Linked DNA regions of Mus musculus: regions 2, 3, 4 and 5 are each linked to region 1. A link is a contact called in public Hi-C, HiCAR-type and HiChIP or PLAC-seq data. All regions are on one chromosome and are shown on one strand. Each heading gives the region's core, a stretch centred on a gene start, on an enhancer-like site or on the middle of the called end of the contact. The rest is flanking DNA. Distances are from core to core; before and after follow the strand shown. Region 1 has its middle 30 kb from the start of Gm40744. Region 2 has its middle 31 kb from the start of 2310039L15Rik. Region 3 overlaps Cradd (CASP2 and RIPK1 domain containing adaptor with death domain). Region 4 overlaps 2310039L15Rik (RIKEN cDNA 2310039L15 gene). Region 5 overlaps Cradd (CASP2 and RIPK1 domain containing adaptor with death domain).

Region 1 (2,700 bases), core at 22-2,521:
GCACACCCTGCCCTTACTGCCTTTTCTGTATTCTACCAGCTGCTTACTGATGTATAACTACTGCAATGGTGCAGTTACACCCTCTCGTTCTGGAAGCTCTTTGTGAGTTCAGGTCCTTGGGCCTTACTTATAGAGTCTGATTTAGTAAGAACAAAGGTAGGGTCAGGGATATATAGTCTTAGATGCCCCCTATCCCAGTAAACAAAACAAAACAAAACAAAACAAAAAACCAACCCATGACCAAGGCCTCTCAGCCCAGTGCTTTGTCTGTGGATTAAGAGCTACAACTAGAGTTGCCTAACATCTTCTGACCACTTGATAGTTCCTGAGCTGTATCGAGCCCTGTCTATGCAGGCACACCACTAACTCTAGGTTTAAACCACTGACGACTCCATTTTACGCTGTGAACACAGGGGTACAGGGAGCCATCAGTCTGTCCAAGGACACTGTGCCTCCCATCCAAAGCCTGTTCTCAATGCTACGTTTTCCTTTGTCGTCTGCCTGCATGGTCCTGCTGGCCAGATGGCTTTTGTTCTCCAAGTGGCCAACCCCCTCCATTTTTCTGTGGCTTCTGAACACATTGCATAGCTATCAGCTTAAATCCCCTCCAATTGGTTAATCATAGTTTTATAGACCAGCACAGACAGCCTGAGTCCTCTCTCTGTGGTGTTGCAAAGCTAAACTCAGGCGTCAGCTGGGACTTGGTTTTTCGCAAAGCAAGCTTTGGCTTCTCTCCCAGCGCCCTGGCCACTGTCAGAACTCACTTTCTCACAGTTTGGCTCTCAGCTCTCTCCCGGCTAGCCAAATTCCTAATGAACAACCAATCAGAGAAAACTCCACAAGAGTCCTTTTGAGTCTCCAATCTCTTCTGCCAGGAACATTCCAGTCCCTTTAAAGTGTTCAGCTGATTGGGCGAGGCCTGCCTTGGACAAGCTTTAGATTTTTAAGATTGGCAGACCCGGGGATCTTAACCACACCCACAGATTCTCTTCCCAGCAGCCCTCAAGTTCATTGTTTGAACAACGGAGTGGAAGGATGTGTACATTGTGGGCTGTCAATCCACTTTTATTCTGTCACGCTACTTGACCTCCAGGACCCAGCTCAAGTGGTGACTGCTCTCCTCCATCCACAAATCACACACACACACTCCATTTTTCCAGTGGACTATGGTGTTTTTTAAATAAAACACTCCCCCAAACCCGGGTCCATTTTCTGCACCAACCTAGGCTGTTTCTAGAGAGCAGGAGCCTAGACTGGGACATCTGTGTTCCCAGTACCTAGGAGAGCGTCTAGCTTAACACATTCGCTGCTAGAACGATGTGCCAGTTGAGCAAGCTCTCCAGATAAGAGCGTTTCTTTCGGAATCACGTAGGACAATGCTTGCGGGGAAGTGCTAGAAACCTTCAGCGAGGCTGTCTTTGATTCCCCAGGTCTTTGAAGGCAAAGATGAGCTCCAGTTTACTTAAAGCTCCTCTGAGCAGAAGCCTCGGCAACGGTGAGGCGGGTGGACCACTAGGTGTCACTCAAGATTCAATAAAGAGACGCAGGTCCTTAGAAAGCCATTTCTACCTTCCCTGGGGGAGGAAAGTGCTTAGGTGGTCCCCAGCCATTGTTTCTGTTGGTTCACGATCCCTCATTAGCCGCTGTTCTCTCTCTGCGGACGGACGCATTCTGGGTCTAAAATAGGACACCAGGCAGGCACCACGAGAGTTGGAACCTCCCGACTGTCGAATACAGCCTCGCAGTTTTATAGACAGGCAACTGACGTGTGTGTGTGTGTGTGTGTGTGTGTGTGTGTGTGTGTGTGTGTGTGTGGCTTTAGGGTGTGTCTGAGTTCCCTCCTACTCAAAAGTGTCTGAGATCTTTCTCAGGACCAAGACCCCTAGCTCCGGAGCTCTAGAGCCCAAGATGAGGAAGGTAATAGGGAACAAAAAAAGTAATAATCGGCCGTCTTTTTCTTAGAAACGAAGGCCTCAGGAGTGGGGGGACACTGTCTCCTTGGGATCAAGGACTGCAATTAGCCACCGGGCTGAAGGGAAGGGGCTAAGAGAGGGCTTGTGAGGAACAGCTCCTTGGCTTGATCTCTGGTTGAGGTTTTTTTTGTTTTTTGTTTTAAATGGCCCTCTAGAAGTGAAATCTAGGCATAGGGCTCACCAACTGCCAGGTTGTATTTTTCTTCACCCTCGGCAGAGGGCGCCCTTCCCCCGTCTCAGCTCCCTGCTGGGCCAAGGCCTGAGGCCAGCCCGAATCTTTACCCAGCCGTCTTGTGAAGCACCAGGGGCCAGCTGGCTCATTACACTGAGATAATTCCGGACACACTTATGTTTGACCTTGGACGCGGTCTTGAGATGTTCTACCCCTTTGGCCCCTGTGGTTCTAGGGCACATTGCTATCTTAAGTGAATATTGATTTGCCTTTCTTGGTGCTCCTGGGAAATGAGAGGTTACCCCACTGAGAAACCAGTTAAAGAAAGCTTGTTCGGAATGGAGAGTCCTGCCGGGCTTCATACACACACACACACACACACACACACACACACACACAGAGAGAGAGAGAGAGAGAGAGAGAGAGAGAGAGAGAGAGAGAGAGAGAGAGAGAGAGAGAGAAAATCTAATCTATCAATGCAATACATTCTTTTAAAATCTGGGAGCCTCCGGCCCCTCCCCCATTTGATTTGCTCGTTCTTCTTTGCATGAAAAA
Region 2 (2,734 bases), core at 218-2,717, 380 kb after region 1:
ACATGTCTATAATGTACTTGGATCTTTTTTTTCACCCATTATTAATCTCTCTTCTATTCCCTTTCCCCTCACCTAGTGTCCTAGGGTGATTGTGGGTGGGTGGGCAGGTGGATGGTTGTGGGGGTGGGGATAGATGGACGAATGGGTTTTATAAAGGTATTCTTCCACCGGTGTATACCAGAAGACACTTTCAACTCTTCCACAACAAGATGGATTAGCTTACAAAACAAATTAGATTCACAAGCTGAGTCTATTGGATGTAATTACAGCTGTGGAGTGTAACCATCCTTTCTAGGCATTCCCTGAAGACAGCAGCTCTCCTCAAAGCAATTCCACCGAAAGAAATCCGCCTCCAAAATGTTGCTCCTGACAACCTTGATACTGAGTAGATATTGAATGGAATGAGGATGCCGCATAGTCAAACGTCCAGCAACAGAAAAATCCCTTGAAGTAACTTACACCCCTAGAGTTACTATGAGAGAGCCAATGACATGTGCCATGGCAGTGTTCACAGCAGCCAGGTGAAGCAATCTGCCTGGGTTCCCATTAATGGGTGATACAGAAAGTGTGCTGCCAGTACCTGATTATTTAGTCATAAAGAACAAAATACCATTCGCAGGATAATGGATGAAACTGGAGCTCATCAGATTATGTGAAGTAGACCAGGCTCAGAACCACAATCATCACACACGTTCCCTCACATATGGAGTCTGGTTTTCTTTCTTGAGGCATAAAAGTAAAAGAAATGTTATTTGGGAAGAATAAGCACACCTAGGGTGGGGGAAAAGGAAAGATAAAAAAGAAAGTTCTGATGGGGTGAAAATGAGCCAAGTACATTGTAGACATGAACTCATGACTATACACAATTGATATATGCTAATTGTTTTGAAAGTGCTATTTATATAGCTTGGATAATAAATACTCATTGTCCAATATTCAATGGGAGAAAAAAGGGTACAAGTTTGTGGCGCATGTGTAACAATGTACCGTCTAAGTGAGTTTTTCTTAAACATTAAAAGACACCAAATAACTGACTGTACTGACCCGTGCCTGCCCAAGTGCTTCAGACGAAGTGACAGGAGACAAACAAAACCCAGATTCTCCAAAGCCTTAAAGAGCTGGGGTGCTCTTAAATAATTACATTATAAAGAAACAGATGGCTGCAAATTAAAATACACTGCGTTCTGTCTCCAGCCAGTCAGAATGGCAGGCATCAAGAAAACAAACAGCAAACACTGGCCACATTCGGACAAAGGGAGCTCTTCTATACCCCTGGTAGGAAGGTAAACTGGTCCAGTCACTGAGGCAATCAGTATCGAGGTCTCTCAAACAACTAACTAGGGCATGAGCCACTTCTAGGTGTTTCCCTGAGGGACTTGGGAAACCATCACAGAGGTACCTGCACGTCTGTGGTTATCGGCAGCTCTAGTCTACAGTAGCTGATTACGAAGTCAGCACAGAGGCATGAATAAAGAGAGTGTGGTCTATCTACACAACGGGAACATGAAGTTACGCTGCTCGTGTGGAAGTAGATATGACTGGAGACGATCCAATTAAACGAATTCAGCCAGCTTCAGAAAGAAAAAAAAAATAGAACATGTTTTCTTTCATTTGTGGTTCCTGGATTTTTTTTTTTTTTTATAGATACATGAAATCATGTATGAATATCTGACCTACAGGCAGAAGTGAAACTGTCTTGGGGAAGAAATGAAACTAACAGGAGGCGGGAAAGGAGGGGGTAGGGGCTTTAGGGGAATATGCTCAACATATAATATATATTATATCAATTTTTATTTAAAAAATTTAAAAAAATTAAAATTAAGAGTTAGAGAAATTTCTCCATGGTTAAATCTGTGTCCTGCTCTTGTAGAGGACATGAGGTGGGTTCCCTGTACACTCGTTGGGCGGCTTATGTTGGTTATAGCTCCAGTTCCCGGTTGAATCCAATACCTCTGATCACTGTAAGCATTTGCATTCACATACACATACCCACACGGGAGATGCATGACTACAAACAATAGAAATAAATCTAGACACCCTACACAATAGCGATGAAGGAGAGCAACAGTTGGTGATTGGAGTATGAATGGCGTTAGATTGTCACTATAATATTCAGCCGGCGGAAGCTGCCTTCCTCTGTGGACCCTATGTAGGCTAAAAGCCACCGAGGCCGAAACAGACTCTGCTCAGGGATTCGGCAAGCAGACAGACATTTCCGGGAATGACCAGAGCGGGGGGAGGGGGGGCTACGGGGTGTGTGTGTGTGTGTGTGTGTGTGTGTGTGTGTGTGTGTCTATGTTTAACTTGTTCATATAAACATGTTTAGCTTGGTCCAATGAAAAAAATCTGGGGCCTCATTTGTAGTCTTGGCTCCACAATTCCACGTTACTGGGGTCCGTTACTCTCAAAGGTCTCAGGATCTTTAACCAAACACACACGGGGTCGATGTTATATCTTGTAAAATTTCTGTGAGGTTTAAAGATTATTGCTTTCCCCTTGTTGTTTTTGAGATAGAGCCTCACATCTGTAGCCCAGGCAGGTCTAAAATGCACTGTAGACCAGGCTAGTTTCACGTTCATGGCACGCCTCCTGTCTTATTATCCTGAGCACTGAAGTTACGGTTGTGAGCCACACATCTGACTGCAGGTTTGTAGAGGGTACTTTCGTTCACCTTACTGAGGCTTGTGAAACTTTTTTTGTTTGTTTGTTGTTGTTGTTGTTGTTTTTGAGACAG
Region 3 (2,700 bases), core at 2-2,501, 290 kb after region 1:
CTCTAGTTAGAATAGATAAACCCAGGCCAGCTATAGTACAAGAAACTCACTAATAGAAAGTACCTAGTTTCTGTCTCATTTCAGAGCAGGAGCGGGCATAGAAGAGCCACGTACTGTTGAGGTTTGGTCTGTTGCTATGTATTATATGCTAAATTTTGTATATTCAAGATGAGTGAATTCTCATGTATACCAGCTTATGTTGGGCAAACATTACTCTGTAATTTAAAACTGTTGGTTGAATAAAATTGGCGACAGTCAATTACTGGAGGAAATAGAGGTAGGTGGGTTTTCAGTTACATGGCTGGGGGTCACAGGAAGAGAAGAGGGAGAAAGGGCACGGAGGAGGAAGCCACCATGAGGGGAGATGGCCAAGAGAAACAGCAGGTATCTGGGGTACACTGCTGGGGAGGGTAGCCAGCATAGCAGTTAGAAAAGTAGATTATGGGTCACTCCCCAGTCAAATATTGGTCAAAGCCAAATAAAATAACCACAGTCCGAGTCTCATTCGTTTGTAAGCTAGACAGGGATAAGTTTAAATTAACTACACCGTACATTACAGATTTGCTCTTAGATACATCATCTCTCTAATAGACACGGTGCACTACTGGATAAAAACAAAAGCAGGCAGCACGGATGGCACAATGCACCAAGCGCACAGGGAGGAGGGCCCAGAAACAAGTGCGTTCCTTGCAGATACTCATGGCAGCCAACTGCTGGACCCCTTTGCTGTGAAGCAAACCGACAACTATGCTCAAATGATACAGGCGGTAATGATCATAGGACCTTATCATTTACAGGGAACAGGGGTTGGTCTATATTGTGTTAGTTGGATAAGGGAAGTTTCAAACAGTATCCCCCCTTTTTCAGATTTATTTATTTGATGTGTGTGTTTTGCCTGCAAGTATATTTGTGCACCACATGTGTGCCTGGTGCCCTCAGAGGTCGGAAAAGTCGACCAGGTTCCTTGGAACTGGAGTTACATGGGCTTGGGAGCTGCCATGCAGGTTTCTGGGAAACCTTCGTATTCTGCCTTTGTCAGATCCCGAAGAATCACAGGACAAAGGGCTAACTGTGGTACTTATTAATATATCACAAAGGGCTAACTGTGGTACTTATTAATCTATCACAAAGGGCTAACTGTGGTACTTATTAATATAGCAGAGCTGGCTGCCTGGCTCTTTTGGCTCTGCGAGCACCTGTAACAGAGCCCAAGCTCCTCTCAACCCTCTCACCCCTGCCCCACCCTAACCTCTCACACCCCTGAGCTTCCCCTCTGTATTAGTCAGGGCTCTCTAGAGTTACAAAGCTTATGGAATGCCTCTCTATATTAAGGGAAGTTACTGTGATGACTTACAGTCTGCAGTCCAACTAGCCCAACAATGGGCAGCTGTGGATGGGAATCCACGAATCTAGTAGTTGCTCAGTCCCATGAGGCTAGGTGATTCACCTGGTCTTTTGTATAAGCTGGAATCCTGCAGGAGTAGATTTCAACAGATGTGCTGGCAAGTCATTGCAAGTAGAGCAAATCTTCCTTCTTCCAATGTCCTTAAGGTAGGGTGTGACCCAGATTAAAGGTGTGTATCACCACTCCTGGATCTGGGATTTGCTTTGTCCCAGGCTGACCTTTGAACTCCCTGCCTCAGCCTCCTGGAATTAAGTCTCATGTACTACCTTGCCTGGGCCTAAGCTTTTCATGACCACAACACCTCAAGATCTATGTCAGACACTTGTGCCTTCCAGCCTCAAGATCTGGATCACAGGCGTGCCCTCCAGTTCTGGATTGGAGTTCATTTCAGATGTCGTCAAGCTGACGACCAGGAAAAGCTACCACATCTTCCATTCCCCGAGCTTCTGATTCCTATATAACCCAGCCATTGTGGCCACCCTCGTTTGTCCCCTTTGGCCTCTTGGTTCCTCTCTTGGCCTCCTCTCTTCCCCCTCCCCCTTATTCTCTCCATGCTCACCCCCTCCCTTCTCATGGCCCAGTTCAGTCTGCTAGTTTCTCCCCCTGATCTGGACTCTTCTGGCTGCCTCTGGCTGCGCGCTCTCTCCCATCAACAATAAAAGCCTCCTCCTCCAGCACACCTGGGCGTGATTACATCCTCGTCTTCATTCCTTCTGCAAGAGCGGCCAGGGCCAGTATCTCGACCGGAGGGTGGGGGGGGTATTTACACTTCATCTTCTTTTGTTGTTATTGTTTTGGGGTTGTAGTTGTTATTGTTTTTGTTTTTAAGACACTGTCTTACTATGTAGCACTCGCTGCCCTAGAATTCACTTTGTAAACCAGACTGGCCTGAAATTCACAGAGATCCACCTGCCTCAGTGCTGGGCTTAAAGGCCTGTGCTGCTACACCAGCCTTACATTTTCTTTTCAAAGACAAAAAAAAAAAAAGTAAAAGGGGGCTTGGTGGGTAAAGGTGCTTGCTCACCAACTTCATGACCTGAGTTCAATACCCAGAACTCACATGGTGGAAAATCCTCTGATCTGCACACATGCCAACATGGGATGCACATGGAAGCACACGTGCACGCGCGCGCGCACGCCACACACACACACACAGACACACACAGATAAATGTTTAAAAACAAAAAGTAGGTCAAAAATTGTTTTCTTATTCCAAGATGCTCAGAAAGTCACCCCTCTGCCTATCGAGCAGAGAGTTGAAAACAGTGACCATTCAGCAGCAAGTCTCCCGACCA
Region 4 (2,739 bases), core at 196-2,695, 360 kb after region 1:
AAGACTGTGGTTGATTTCCATCCCTAAACCAACCAACCAACCAACCAACCAACCAACCAACCAAACATGGAACAGTTTTAAACATTGTTATCGTGAGGTAAAAATGTGTCTACTTTCCCCATTCAGAACTTGAAGCGCTTGGGTCTGGAAGATGAACTCCTGAGCCTCACAAAGAAAACTTGAGAAGCTTTTCTGGCTCACTGAGAGCCAACCAAATGCTAGATTCCAGCCAGTGACTCCCCATATTAGTTCTCTAACAACAAACTGACATTTCTTGCCTGTGTTCTCTAGCGTTCTATAATTTTATTCTTAGGGAGACCACGGCAATTTCTCCTAACTGAGACCTCACACTTGGTGAAAACTGGGCGATGATTATACAAGGGCTCATTAACAAAAGCCCAAGCGGACAACTCTCTAATTAATGTCTGGGTTCTGGTTTATGCAGTGATGGGTTTCATTCTTCCTCTTCAGTTTCAAAAAAGATGGGATTGCAAAGGTTATGACAAAACTGGCCAATAAAAAATGCTCTGAAGCACAGAGAGGAAGGCTGGGTTTGGGCAACGCATGGCGAACCCTTAAAAAGTTTTAATTTCTGTTTCTGGGCTACCCTGTCAGTTCTCCAGAACCTTTTAGTCCCTTGAGGCTGGCTCTGTTTGGAACTGCTATTCCATTTATTCTTATTACTAGAAAACACACTCTGAGTTATGTGTGGTCGTATGAAAACACAAACATCCACTCATGTAAAGAGTCCTTCCTTGGGGCTGGTGAGATGGCTCAGTGGGTAAGAGCACCCAACTGCTCTTCCTAAGGTCCAGAGTTCAAATCCCAGCAACCACATGGTGGCTCACAACCATCTGTAATGAGATCTGATGCCCTCTTCTGGTGTCTGAAGACAGCTACAGTGTACTTAATTATAATCAATAAATAAATTATAAAAAAAAAAAAAAGAGTCCTTCCTTTGGGCTGCCTGGATGATGCAGTTTGAAGTTTCATAGGCTTAAAAAAAATAAATACTTTTGAAAGTCATGATGCATCATATTTGAGTCATAACTCAACAAACCATAGAAGAAATGCAACGGCCCGTGGAGACTTGGGGAGGAAATGTTTGTGTCCATCAGTAATCCCAGACTGTAAACAAGAGTGGCTGAGGAAGTATTTGTCTCCCATCAAGCTAAAAATTTCAATTACATTTTTTAAGGGGAAGGGCATGCGTGTATCACAGCACTTAAATGGAAGTGGAGGGACAACTTTGAGGAGTCAGTTCTGTGTTTCCACCACGGGGCTGTGTTGGGAACAAGCAAAAGAAGAAACTTTAAGTACTACCATTAAGTTTTCAGACTCCATTAAATCATGGGGAGAAATTAAATTCAAGGTCCCGGTCCTAGAGGAGCTGGGCACTTCCCAATAGCTGAACAGCTTCTGCTGTAAACTGTTATCTGAGTCCAGACATCTCAGGGACAACTTGTAAGGGGACAGTTGTCTGAGTCCAGACATTTCAAGGACACCTTGTCCATCTTGCTGGCAGGGTTAAACAAGTTCATGTTGCCAGGCCTAGGAATGAGCACCTATCCCACCTCTTAGTTGTCTGTTAACCGGTAGAGAGTAGAGAAATTGCTGTTATCTAAACAAAGGTGCATAAGTTATAAAAATACATAACCTATTGCCTGTTATGTGATAGTTAACTACATGCAGCTGACCTGCTCCATTGTCCCCTTATCACTTTGAGCACCAGACACTGTCTAGGAGAATGAATTAAGGACCTTGAAGGTGCCCTGGATACAGCTCGGTCTCTAAGGGGTACCCCCATAACGTCAAAACACAGTTGGATAACACCACAGCTGTTCCCCCACCTGCCACTTTGTGTTCCCAGCCTTTGAAAATGTACAATCTCCCTATGGGGACACAGTTCAGAACCCAAACTAACTGCTTTCCTGAGAGTTCAGAATATAAAGTTTTCATTTTTAAGCTTCTGTCTCTGAAATGAGTTTTCTCAGCTTCCATCCCAAAGCCAACAGGGACAGGGATCAAACTTTGTCATCAAGTTTGGTGGCAAGGACCTTTACCCACTGAGCCTTCTCAGGAACTGACTCGCCTAAATTAGAGAAGTTTTTCATAAAAGAAACTGGAGGAGGGGAAACATTTATCAATGTATATTGTATTTTTTAAAAAAAGATGTTTTTTTTTCAGTTTAAAAAAGAAAGAAAGGTGTCTCAACTGTGAATTGCAAGCTGAGTGTGTGTAGTCTCTCTACTTTAGCCACATCCTGGATTCTATAATGTACACGATGTAATTCTGTCCAGGAGGCATTAGGGAGAAGAGTTGGGTGCGACCAGGCAGTTCCTTCCTGGAGAGGTTTGGTTCTCCATCCTCCTTCCTCACCTCGGATCCATTTGCATATCCCTTGACTCTGGAATTTTCCTTGTAAGGATTCCTCTTAAAGGAAATAAAGGAGCTGGGGAGATGGTTCAGAAGTTAAGTGATGCTCTTGCTGAGGACCTGAGTTTGGTACCCAGCTCTCCTGTTCTCGAGCTCACGGCTACCTGGAACTCTAGCACCAAGAGGATCTGACACCTCTGGCCTCCAAGGGCACCACACTCATACACAAACTCACAGTCAGACACACGTGCGTGTGCATGATCAAAAACAAAACAAGAAAATCTTCCAAATATAAATAATCAGAGATGTGGGCAAAGATTTGCATTCACAGATGTTCATCTCAGAATCACACCACAAGGAAGG
Region 5 (2,700 bases), core at 159-2,658, 270 kb after region 1:
TAAGCATGAAGCCCTGAAACAGATCTTCAGAACCACACAAAATGTCAGGACAGTGGCCTAGGCTTGGAATGCCGTTCCTGGGAGACAGAGACAAGGTATCCTGGCGCTTGCTAGCCTAATCCATGAGCACCAGGCCAATGAGAGACCCTGTATCAAAGAAGGTAGCAACTGTTCAGAAGTTGTCCTCTGGAGCACACATTAGTAATAGTAATAATAATAATAATAATAATAATAATAGGAGGAGGAGAGCTGGAGAGATGGCTCCATTGTTAAAAGCACTGGCTGTTTTTTCAGAGGAAACAGGTTCAATTCCCAGCATCCATATAGCAGTTAACAAGTATCTATAACTCCAATTCCAGGGGATCTGACACCTTCACACAGACATACATGCAGGTCAAATACCAAAGCACATAAAAAAAAATAATAAATATTAAGTGTCAAATCATTTAAAATGTTAAAATATTACAATATAACATTTCATTACATAACCTCAAAGCACTACCTAGAAACCAAAGATTGTTCCCAATAATTCATAGCACACACAGCCTGGACTGGAACCTAAATGTGAACACAATAGAAAGCTCATTTTTATCATGATTTTCAAATACATCCACACCAATTAAAAATATGCGGAAAAGAGTAATTTTAGCCTTTCATTGTTTAAAGAACAGTTTCTCAGAGAATTCCAGTTAGTGTTCGAAACAACAGTGCAATCATTAGAGTTTTCCAGCGATGGAATTGTGTGCAATCACAACCACAGCAATCAGAAACAGCCAGATTGCTAGAATGTCATAGGGGGGGGGGGGATGACAAGAGGACAACACTCTGGTCCACCTCTAGGATTCTGTAGAATAGTTCTGTAACTCAGTAACAGAATGCTGGGTTTATCGGAGTTCCGGTTCTGTTTCTACTATTAAAGGGCCACGTGAACTCACTCCATCTTAGTTCTCAACCCTATTTTCAGGGCAGCATGGATTATCCCCATTGCGTGAGTCTAAACAGGAATAGCATACAGTCTTTAAAATTTTTAAGGGCAGGCTTTTGTCTACAGGACGCCTTTGCAGAAGCGAGGTTTGAGTGAGGCTTCAGGTCCATGGCGGGAGAGGAGACGCTGGAGAGGCCAGGCCGGCTGTTGGTCATAGGGCTGATAGGGCCCAACACACACCAGTGCTAACACCTGGCTGCAAGCACGGAACCAAAACTCATCTCACACACTAAAACCCCCAGCAAGCTAGTACTGCTGTCTGGGCAAAGCTCTGCGGAGGCCGCTGGAAGAAAGGCGAGTTTCCCGGTATTCCCGAAGCAGTGCCAGTGTTTGTGCAAAGCTCACGTTTCACTCCGGCTTGGGATGGAATGGAGTTTGTTTCCTCAACAGAGTCGAGTTGCCCTGGTTTTGATGGGGTGAGGGCATGTCGATCGCTTCACGGGGTTGCCTTTCCTAATTGCACACAGGCAAACACTCACTCTTCGAAGGGTGCTGTCACCCTCGCGGTGGCAGTGGCGGTGGCGGTGGCGGCGGGGAAAGTCTGCACCCTGGAGCGGGGACGCTGCCTCCGGCTGCAGCCCCCTTAGTCTTAGCCTTATCGCGGCACACACCAGTTCCTAGAGAAGAGATTCCGAGAAAAAACCCCGGGTTCCCTAGAAACATTAAATTAACACAAGGGATCTGGAAACGAAACAGCAGATGCCTGAAAGCCTTCCCCCTTGCTGGTTTCCTGCCTTCTCGGAAAATCTTTGCGTTAAAATAGATTGGATTACCCGACTCGGCCAGATGCAGCTCTAGACCTGCTGAAAGTGCACAGGAAAGCAAGCCGTGTGCCATCTTTTAGAAAGATTTTTTTTTCTTTCCCAGGTGGTAGAAAACTGCCTTCGGGTTGTTGGTATTAGCAAGGACTGGAGGCTGAGTTGCTTGAGTCCCGATAGAAACTTTCCCCAACTCCGACTTGCAAATCTGATAACCCGAGAATGCAACAGAGTAGGGTAAGCGCAAGACTTGCCTTAGTTCCGAGCCTAGGAATAGGATGCCTCGTCCCCTTTTTACTAAGAAGAAAATGTCTGTTTTATTCTGGAATCTACCTTGACCAAAACTATGAAACCAGAATAAAGCTAACAGCATTTCCTGGGAGTCACAGAGGTTGAAGGCATTCTGTCAGGCTTCTCATCAGAATCTCAGAAAATAACTATCTCAGAAAGTAACAAACTAACCCCCCAGGAACCCTGTCTGCATCATCTCGTACTCTCTAAATTCAAGCTACAACTGATAACCACACATCTGAAAAGCAGTCAGCCGTGGGCGCCTAAGTATATTCCATTTCTGAGGCATCTTCCACACACAAATTATTTTTGGTAGCTGAGAATCAGATGCAAAGCTTCCTATGAGCCTTAAGAATTTTAAAGAAGAAATACAGTTTTGACTGTAGCTTCCTTCCTTGATACATTTCACTGGTTTCTTTTGGTAATCCTTACAGAGGGGCTCAAGATCCTTAGGCTCTGTTTTTAACACCGGCCCTTGTTTCTAGTGAATCAGATCATAACCTGTAGTTATAAAAGGATTCTGTGCTTAGCCTGGGCTTGGGTGCTCTGGGTGGAGGAACACATTTCAAAATCCTCTAAACAAAAAGACATGTCTTTGCCTACGCATAAGAACAACAGAACCTATTGTAAAACCCTCAGGCGGACAAAATTACCTCCCCAGAAGCC

Evidence for each region. Hi-C and Micro-C count contacts between places; a contact is called where the count stands out from the background. HiCAR-type assays count read pairs that join an accessible place to other places. HiChIP or PLAC-seq counts read pairs in DNA pulled down with a chosen protein or histone mark.
Region 2: an H3K4me3 HiChIP or PLAC-seq map of bone marrow-derived macrophages shows a contact between it and region 1, with 5 times the contacts expected there. The contact joins two enhancer-like sites. A contact is called at or near these places in 4 of 484 Hi-C or Micro-C datasets (bone marrow-derived macrophages, muscle stem cells and pancreatic cancer cells), 6 of 115 datasets of contacts at active chromatin or transcription factors (bone marrow-derived macrophages, embryonic basal ganglia, embryonic stem cells and 2 more) and 1 of 9 other capture datasets (embryonic stem cells).
Region 3: a HiCAR-type map of kidney shows a contact between it and region 1, with 2.8 times the contacts expected there. The contact joins two enhancer-like sites. A contact is called at or near these places in 4 of 15 datasets of contacts at CTCF or cohesin (the NIH/3T3 cell line, embryonic stem cells, large pre-B cells and 1 more), 31 of 484 Hi-C or Micro-C datasets (the C2C12 cell line, Sertoli cells, bone marrow-derived macrophages and 2 more), 8 of 115 datasets of contacts at active chromatin or transcription factors (bone marrow-derived dendritic cells, cardiomyocytes, embryonic basal ganglia and 5 more) and 1 of 9 other capture datasets (embryonic stem cells).
Region 4: a contact with region 1 is called in an H3K27ac HiChIP or PLAC-seq map of embryonic stem cells, with 3 times the contacts expected there. The contact joins two enhancer-like sites. A contact is called at or near these places in 2 of 15 datasets of contacts at CTCF or cohesin (the NIH/3T3 cell line and large pre-B cells), 5 of 484 Hi-C or Micro-C datasets (the HPC-7 cell line, bone marrow-derived macrophages, embryonic stem cells and 2 more), 5 of 115 datasets of contacts at active chromatin or transcription factors (bone marrow-derived macrophages, embryonic basal ganglia, embryonic stem cells and 1 more) and 1 of 9 other capture datasets (embryonic stem cells).
Region 5: a Hi-C map of the C2C12 cell line shows a contact between it and region 1, with 4 times the contacts expected there. The contact joins two enhancer-like sites. A contact is called at or near these places in 2 of 15 datasets of contacts at CTCF or cohesin (large pre-B cells and pro-B cells), 25 of 484 Hi-C or Micro-C datasets (B cells, the C2C12 cell line, the G1E-ER4 cell line and 13 more), 13 of 115 datasets of contacts at active chromatin or transcription factors (DN3 thymocytes, bone marrow-derived macrophages, cardiomyocytes and 10 more) and 1 of 9 other capture datasets (embryonic stem cells).

The regions. Positions count from the first base shown.
Region 1 is chr10:94,990,135-94,992,834 of GRCm38.p6, forward strand. No RefSeq gene overlaps it. Among named protein-coding and RNA genes, the nearest start is that of Gm40744, 30 kb to the left of the region's middle. Within about 2 kb of position 1,272, at least 149 of the 459 cell types and tissues checked have an H3K27ac peak or open chromatin away from gene starts, as enhancers often do. A contact at or near this core is called in B cells, the C2C12 cell line, the G1E-ER4 cell line and 10 more, where this site is marked.
Region 2 is chr10:95,366,299-95,369,032 of GRCm38.p6, forward strand. No RefSeq gene overlaps it. Among named protein-coding and RNA genes, the nearest start is that of 2310039L15Rik, 31 kb to the left of the region's middle. Within about 2 kb of position 1,468, at least 21 of the 459 cell types and tissues checked have an H3K27ac peak or open chromatin away from gene starts, as enhancers often do. A contact at or near this core is called in bone marrow-derived macrophages, where this site is marked.
Region 3 is chr10:95,280,575-95,283,274 of GRCm38.p6, forward strand. All of the region lies in intron 2 of Cradd (CASP2 and RIPK1 domain containing adaptor with death domain), which reads right to left. Among named protein-coding and RNA genes, the nearest start is that of Cradd, 42 kb to the right of the region's middle. Within about 2 kb of position 1,252, at least 14 of the 459 cell types and tissues checked have an H3K27ac peak or open chromatin away from gene starts, as enhancers often do. A contact at or near this core is called in kidney, where this site is marked.
Region 4 is chr10:95,346,901-95,349,639 of GRCm38.p6, forward strand. The region is part of intron 1 of 2310039L15Rik (RIKEN cDNA 2310039L15 gene); the gene reads left to right. Among named protein-coding and RNA genes, the nearest start is that of 2310039L15Rik, 12 kb to the left of the region's middle. Within about 2 kb of position 1,446, at least 13 of the 459 cell types and tissues checked have an H3K27ac peak or open chromatin away from gene starts, as enhancers often do.
Region 5 is chr10:95,263,428-95,266,127 of GRCm38.p6, forward strand. The region is part of intron 2 of Cradd (CASP2 and RIPK1 domain containing adaptor with death domain); the gene reads right to left. Among named protein-coding and RNA genes, the nearest start is that of Cradd, 59 kb to the right of the region's middle. Within about 2 kb of position 1,409, at least 160 of the 459 cell types and tissues checked have an H3K27ac peak or open chromatin away from gene starts, as enhancers often do. A contact at or near this core is called in B cells, the C2C12 cell line, the G1E-ER4 cell line and 10 more, where this site is marked.